2 separate regions of the Mus musculus genome follow, and region 1 is linked to region 2. A link is a contact called in public HiChIP or PLAC-seq data. All regions are on one chromosome and are shown on one strand. The core of a region is the stretch at or near the end of the contact, and the rest is flanking DNA. Distances in the headings are between cores, read along the strand shown.

Region 1 (4,053 bases), core at 76-2,575, 57 kb before region 2:
GGAAGGAGAGTCGGAGGGGGAACAATTGCAATCCACATGATAGTCTGGCATATTCTCTCTTTATAGCTGTAAGTCCTTATAAGTATAATATGTTTTCTAAGCATGGTCCTGCCCCAATCCTTGCCTATCCAGGAATCCCAAATGGGAATCAATTGAAGCTCTCTTCCTTAGGTCATTTCCCTAGCCTCCACTCCCACCCCCAAAACGAAGGAGCTGGGGTCCTTCTTGACTATGATGCCTCCTGGAGACTTTCTGCTCTGGCTCCATGCCACGCAGGGATCAAACAAAGGCTTGTGGAACACTTCCAACAGTACTGTGATCAGAGAGTGGAGTCCAGCAAGGTCTTTCCTGTCTGTTTTTCCCTCCTGGCTTCCCTCCATTCACTAGACAGCAGTCATATTGACTGCCTTTCTTCCTCTTAGCTCCACCATGTCCTCCCCTTCTCTAGGTCACTCCAAAGGGTCTTTCTGCAGAAGGGTTGTCCTTGGCCATAAACTACCACTATGGCCCACTGACTTTCATTTCCTTTGTAGCACACATCAAAACTATCCAGTGACCTCATTCCAGCTTCTCCGTTAAGTTTTGAACATGGAACTTGTGTCCATTCTGTATTCTTCTCAGCCTCCAACAATATTTGCATATATGGGGTGCTCAGTACATCACTGTGAGTGAGTAAATAATATGCAAACACTTTGGCAGAACTTCCTCTCCACTCAGGCATTCATTTCCAAGGACAAGATGACCCTATTTTTACCTGAAGAAAAACCCTCATTCCTATCTAAAAACTCAGGGAAATGACAAAGTTTAGAAATCAAAGACAAGGAGTACACAGGCAATTTCTACTTTTCACCTGCAGAAAACTTTAGCCCCGTGGAAGAAAGGGGTATGGTTATTATATTGAGAACAGAATAGAAGGCTGGTTTAGCATTAGGTGCAAAATGAAGAAAGCAAAAAGGAAAATGGAAAACTCAGAGCCAGAAGACCAGGTCAGGGTTTTTGTTGTTGTTGTTTGTTTGTTTTGGATTTGGTTTTTATTAAAAGGTTTTCCCTATACCTGGATGAAAGGTGTTGCGGTGACCGCTGCCGGCCCTGCTGGTGTTTGGCGAGAAAAGTTGCCTTTCACACACAAGTGCTGGCGTCAACTCAATTAGCAGGCCAGCCTGGTTGCTGCTCTTGGACTCTTGTCTAAACAGGATCTGGCCTTCAGGCAACCACAGGGGCGGGGGCGTCTACGCATGGCAGCCCAATCCTACCAGACCAACGATGGGGGAGGACCCTGCTCCTTCTTAAGCTCCAGCCAGTCAAGCCAGCCAGACAGCCGCCCCTTGCAGTCTCCACCTGTCTTCAGAGAGCAGAGGAGAAGAGCCCAGCCCACAGCTAGCGCTTGGAAGCCTAGACCAGACTGGCCACATCTGCCACATCACCCACGATCTGCTAGCATGGCCGACCAGCTGACTGAGGAGCAAATCGCCGAGTTCAAAGAGGCTTTCTCTCTGTTTGACAAGGATGGGGATGGCAGTATCACCACCCAAGAATTGGGCACTGTCATGCGGTCCCTGGGTCAGAACCCCACAGAGGCTGAGCTTCAAGGCATGGTGAATGAAATTGACAAAGATGGAAACGGCACCGTGGACTTCCCCGAGTTCCTGACAATGATGTCCAGGAAGATGAAAGACACTGACAGCGAGGAGGAGATCCGAGAGGCCTTCCGAGTGTTCGACAAGGATGGCAATGGCTTCGTCAGTGCAGCCGAGCTGAGGCACGTGATGACCAAGCTGGGGGAGAAGCTGAGCGATGAGGAAGTGGACGAAATGATACAGGCGGCAGATACAGATGGTGATGGGCAAGTGAACTATGAGGAGTTTGTCCACATGCTGGTGTCCAAATGAGGCTGTGCCACAGACTGGCACAGCCAGGTGCCCATGAGGCTTCTGGGCTACAAGCTAGGCTGGATAATAGCTGTCCTCCGGTTGGTGAGAATCTTACCCAGGTCTTAGATGTCTTTCCCTGTTTCCGTGGGGCTCTATGGACTGCATTCATAAGTCTGCCTTTCACTTTCTGCATCTTATTCTGGCAGCTTCACACCAGTTCTTTCCCCTTGACTGAGAATGCCTCCAGCTGAGACAGGCATCAACTCCTCCTAGCCCTCAAGAGCTGAAGCAGAATGTCCCATCTCTGCATGGATAATAAGCCAAAGGACCCAGGCTCCTATTTGTTTCCTTTCTTTCCTTTTCTTCTCCCCACCCCCATCGCCCTGTTTCCAACAGAAATGATCAACTCCAGGGCCTACTTCCAGCAGGAATCTCCATTTGTATTGGTGTGTGCGGTGTGTGTGGGGAGGGTGGGGTGGGGGCGTCACCTGCACGCAACGCTTTGCATCACGGTGGCCTGTGGCCATCAGTTTGTACATCATAGTACTTAGGCATCTTTGGCTGAAGACTGCGTCTGTTGGATTTGGAAAGCATCAGGGCGTGGGGATGATGGCGATGGTGAAGATTTGGATGATTGAGGTCAGGCTCTCTGGACAACAGCGCTTCCCCTCCACGGGACTTTGTCTATTCCTGTCTGTCTCCATCAAAGAAACCTCTGTGATCCTGGTTTTATGCTTGTTTGTTTGTTTGTTTGTTTGTTTTCTGAGCTTAGAGTAGAGCTGGGGGTCATTGTAACATGTTTGTATTCATCTCAAAGGAAAGAAATTTATATGCAAGAGAGGGGGAAGCTGCAGGGAAATAAATAAGTTAATAAGACACGACGTTCCTATTTCTTTTCTGCTTCTAATTAAACACTATTTCTTAAGTCTAGAAGATTAACCAGTCAGCAACCTCCGTTTTGTTTGTTTGTTTGTTTTGAATGCACGTTTTTTTTTTTTTTTTTTTGATGTGGACTCTAGAGTGGGACTCATCAAAACGCCCATCTTCCTTGGCTCCACCTCCCCGTTACCTCAGTGTTTCCTCCTTTGTAAAATGGTGAGGGTGGGCTAGCTCTGCTGTGAGTGGGACAGCCTTGGCTTGCAATCCAGCCCTTCTATCATCTCCATGGCCGCGCCTCTTCGTGATACCAGGACCCACACACCATCCTGGCTAAGTGAGAGGTACTTACTCTGTATAGGAACTTGCTGCCACCCTGTAGGGTAGCCACTATTCCTTGCTTCCTGTCTTACAACTGAGGAACCTGAGTGCATGCTCTAGGCTTGATCTTCCTCTTGGCTGAGCATGACCCCTTTGCCTTCACTGTGACAGTAATGGTGGCCTTTCTCCACATTGGCGAGGATTTTAAGAATGGTATTTCTTTTTCTTTTCTTTCTTTCTTTTTTTTTTCAATACTGGTGAATGAACCCAGGGCCTTATACATACTCAGGAAGCACTCTACCACTGAGCTATATTCTCAGGCAATAATTAATATGTTTAAATTTTATTTATTATTATTCTGTATATTTGGTATGTATAGGGGAGTACATGTGTCATGGTGCATACGTGGAAGTCAGAGGACACCCTTTTGAGGTTGTTTCTTTCATTCCCCCTCTGTGGGTTCTAAGAATGGAGCTCAGGTTGTCAGGATTATACAGCAAGCACTTTACTTGTAAGTAATCTCATCGGTCCAAGAATAATATTCTCAGTATATTCATCATGGAGTAGGCCCTGTGTGCATGGAAGTTCCTTGATAAATGAAACACAGTTACAGATTCCATCTGGCACCAATAAGGCTTGCCACCCTCAAAAAAGCTCAAGGGTCAAGGGCAGAGAGGAGGCAACAGAAGGCTCTCTGTGCCATTTTACAGAATTTCAGGTAAGAACTGACCCTGATCCAAGGTCACGGTCAAGCCTCCCATGAGAAGAGCAGGAGGAAGTTTCAAAATATCTGGTCAGAGCTGGCTGGATGTTTCCATGTAGGATTTGGGGTATGAGTCTCAGAAGCCTTAGGGACACAGCATGCACAGATGACAGGATAGCACCTCCCTGGAGTCACTGGAAGAGAAGAGCTGAGACTAAGGTATGAACATGAGCCATCTGCCAGAAGAAAGCAACATACCTGCATGGGCAAACATAACCCAGA
Region 2 (3,656 bases), core at 721-3,220:
GTCAGACAAACATCCTATCACTGCCCTGTATTTCCAGATTTTTTTTAGGTATTTGTTTACTCATTTCTTTAATTTTAAAGACAGTGTCTCACTTTGTAGTCCCAGCAGACCTTAAACTTGGGATTCTCCTCTATCAGTCTCTTCATTAGCTAAATTTATAAGCCTGTAACAGCACTAGGCCCAGCAACTGCCTTTACCTTTTAGAGGGCCCATGCCTAGCATCAGGCCTGGATCACAGCAAGTGTGTGGTAAGTATTCATCTGAGCTGAATTCTCCCTTTCAAGTGACCTCCAGGTTCTTCCATCTCTACCATTGCCCATTTGAACCAATTGAGGATTTGGCTCAAAGAGATACCAGTCCCTTCAATAACTGCACACAGATGCTGGGAAATGGCCCAGCTGGTGAAATGCCTGCCTCGGGGTCCATATGGAGAGCTTGGGAGGGGGAGTGGAAAGATGGTTCAAGAATTAAAAGCACCTGCAGAGAGAGTGCACGGCTTCCCTCACCACCGTAACTCCAACTCTAGGGATCTGACACTCTTCTGGCTTCAACACGCACGTGCACACATGTGCTACAAATACATTCACTTAACAACACACATATGCATAGATAAACATTTTTTAAATACTTGTTTATGTATGTATATAGATGTTTTGTTTGCTTGTGTGACTATGACAACATGTGGAGTCCAAAAGAGGACATCAATTCCCTGGAACTGGACACCTAACTATTTTCATTTATGTGGGTATTGGTTTGGTTTGTATATCCAGGTTGACTTAGTTGTCAGTTTTAATGCTCTGCCGTGATACCCATAGCTTCTATGTTCGAAGATTTGCAGTTGTGCATGTGTCCAAGGCTAAAAGAGCTAATGAGGCATCCGCCAGGCAAACTTTGACAAAGTACTCAACTTGAGTTCAAATTAACTGTTAAACAGGAAACAAAAACCACCTTGCAGAACAATTAGAAAGACTAAGGTTCCAAAATAAATCATGTAGTATACAGTTGTTGGTACACATTATTATTATTATTATTATGTACCAATTATGATTATAGTCTCAATTTAAGGGCAGCTTAGTGTTGGGACATGGGTGTCAAGTTTATGGTTTCTCATTATTGCAGAGCCACTGATTTCTATAGGCATAGAGAAGGGCTGAAGGACAGAAACAGAGCTCAGAGATGAAACAGGTCAGAGGGCTGTTTGTAGAACTCAATACATTGTTAAGAAAGCTCCATTTAGTAATAATGACATTGTTTCATTTTTGTTCATGAATTGGCACACATGTGTAACATACTTTGTTCATGGTCATAAATAGCATGTCTTTTGGGTGTGGGTGGAAGCATTCCAAACTTGAACAAAGGTCTGACCAGGCCCACTGCCAGGCCCCCAGTATAAAAACATGAATCCTGTGCTTCTAAGGTACAACCTTTGTTCTCATAGGAGGAGACAGATTATTGACACTCCTAGGTGTTAGAGTTGGACAGAGGATTCTGGGAGACAGCTGCAGCCCATAGACATCATAAATACAAATAAATCAAAATTTTTGTAGTGTTTAATTATTTGAGTAAATTAAGATTTAATACCAACTCGGTTTGAGTTTTGCAAAAACAGAAAAGTGAGCCTTCTACTGGCCATGGCTGGGATGCCAGTTCTGAAGGCCCGGTAGGGCCTAGATACGAACTAGAGTAGTCTTCCCAGACATTTACCACATGCCAGGCACACTTGATTCCATACTTTAAGACCTCTGTGGGAGATGCTTGAGAGAGGTGCGGGGGGGGGGGGGGGGGGTGTCTTGCAGATATACCAGGCATAGCAGTACAGGCCTGAAATGTCAGCATTTGAGAGTTTGAGACCTGTGACTGGTGAAGTTACGGCCAGCTTGGGCTACATAGCAAGCTCCAGGCCTGCCTGAGCTACATAGTAAGATCCCGTCTCAAAACTTAACAACAGAGTCTTAACAGATGGAACACTGAGGCCTGAACAGGCAGCGCAGGCAGCGGCGGGGAGGGGATGAATGTGAGTCTTGAGAGGGGTTCTATTGGTAGGCCTTTCTTCTTGCTTTAGGTTGCAAACTTGGTAAAGGCCAGCCAGGGGGCAGGGAGAGAGGAAGCCATATGATAAATACTGTCCTTTTATACAGTTAAGGTTTGGGTGGCATTCCTCCGGATTGGGATCAGAGAATCCAAACTCCATCTCCCGAGTTGATCCTATACTTCCTGAAATGTGACTTTAACAATGGAGGGAGGGGTTCTCCACACACAGCCAGCCCCAGCAGGCTGCATGAGCCAAAATCAGGGAGAAAAACCTGACAGCAAGGATTTTCTTACTGGAGGGTGCTTAATGGAAATCCAGGCAAAGTGACAAAGATCTCGTCAGGCATTCCGGGACACCCCAGCCCTCCACAGAACAGATCTGAGGGGATGTCTGTTCTCCTCGGAGCTCTGTCACCAGACTCATCTCTGCTTGTGTCATTGTCTGTCATGGCGCACACACAAACAGCTTCCTAGACTAGGATATCCCCAGACGCAAAGCCGCAGCTCCTCACAGCGCTGATGTTAGAAAGAGTTCCTCTTTGCTTTGTTGATTGGTGCCCCTGGGCTAGGACACATTTTTTCTAATTCCATTCATCCCCTCTAAGGACAAGTCCCAAAATGCTTCCTTATGTCTTTGCTTGGGAGCTCAGGGAGCGTTTACACAAGTGGCTTTGGATGCCCGCAGCGTCTGGAGCCGATTACTGTTGTGCGTTGCCTGCATTATAGCGTGAGGAATCTAAAGTTCAGAGAGATTAAATGCATTGCTGAGGACAAACACAATGACAGGCCACTGAGTCATTCAGTCTGCCTCATAAAAGTTATTTAAGCCACATAGAACCAAGATCCTGGTAGAAATTAAACACAAGAGAAACCGTGCAACATGCCAGGAAAGTGTAGCTAAGAAATACAGAGACTCGACCAAGTCTTCTATATAAGTAGGAGTAGTCTCTCCATTCAAGAAGTTTATGCTGGTTGGCTAGGATTTTCTAGAATGAGTGTAACAACTGAACAATCAGGGAAAGAAGGACTTATAGGCCATTAGACAGGTGAATATATATATACCTCACTGATTTTATATATATATATACACACATATACATATATATATATACACACACACCACTGATGGATATATATACCTCACTGACGATATATATATATATATCGGTGAGGTCAACTCTGCCTGGCTAGAGAAATTAGGTGTTTGATAGCTCATCCATAGAGAATCTGACACATGACAATGAACAGCTCAATCTGTAAAATACTTGCTTTGTAAGCATAAGGACCTTAGTTAGATCCCCAGAAGCCATATTTTTGAAAAGCTGGGCATAGTGGCACACACTTAATTCCAGTGCTTCGGAAGCAGGGATAGGCAGATCTCTAGGACTCAAAGGCCAGTCAGCCTAGCCTACTTGGTGAGTTCAAGCCAGTGAGAAAGCCTATATTGGAAAGAGAGAGAGACAACGACAGAGTGAGAGAGGAGGAGAAGGAAGAGGAGGAAGAGGAGGAAAAGAGAGGCAGTACCTAGGGAATGACAACCAAAATACTCTCTGATCTCCATATGCCCTTCTACACATACACACAAGTGGAACACTCAGGCACATAGACATACGCACAAATATTGA

What was found. HiChIP or PLAC-seq counts read pairs in DNA pulled down with a chosen protein or histone mark.
Region 1: a contact with region 2 is called in an H3K4me3 HiChIP or PLAC-seq map of intestinal villus epithelium, with 8 read pairs. The contact joins the promoter of Calml3 here to the enhancer-like site in region 2. A contact is called at or near these places in 1 of 39 promoter capture datasets (neural stem cells), 2 of 484 Hi-C or Micro-C datasets (liver and macrophages), 5 of 115 datasets of contacts at active chromatin or transcription factors (embryonic stem cells, fibro-adipogenic progenitors, intestinal crypt epithelium and 1 more) and 3 of 9 other capture datasets (adipose tissue, embryonic stem cells and liver).

What each region holds. Positions count from the first base shown.
Region 1 is chr13:3,801,590-3,805,642 of GRCm38.p6, reverse strand. Calml3 (calmodulin-like 3) reads left to right here and starts at 1,325. Exons shown (of 1, transcript NM_027416.3): 1 at 1,325-2,750. The coding sequence starts at 1,440. The coding sequence ends at 1,889.
Region 2 is chr13:3,745,790-3,749,445 of GRCm38.p6, reverse strand. The region is part of intron 3 of Gm35190 (a long non-coding RNA gene); the gene reads left to right. Among named protein-coding and RNA genes, the nearest start is that of Gm35190, 20 kb to the left of the region's middle. Within about 2 kb of position 1,970, at least 58 of the 459 cell types and tissues checked have an H3K27ac peak or open chromatin away from gene starts, as enhancers often do. A contact at or near this core is called in embryonic stem cells, intestinal crypt epithelium and intestinal villus epithelium, where this site is marked.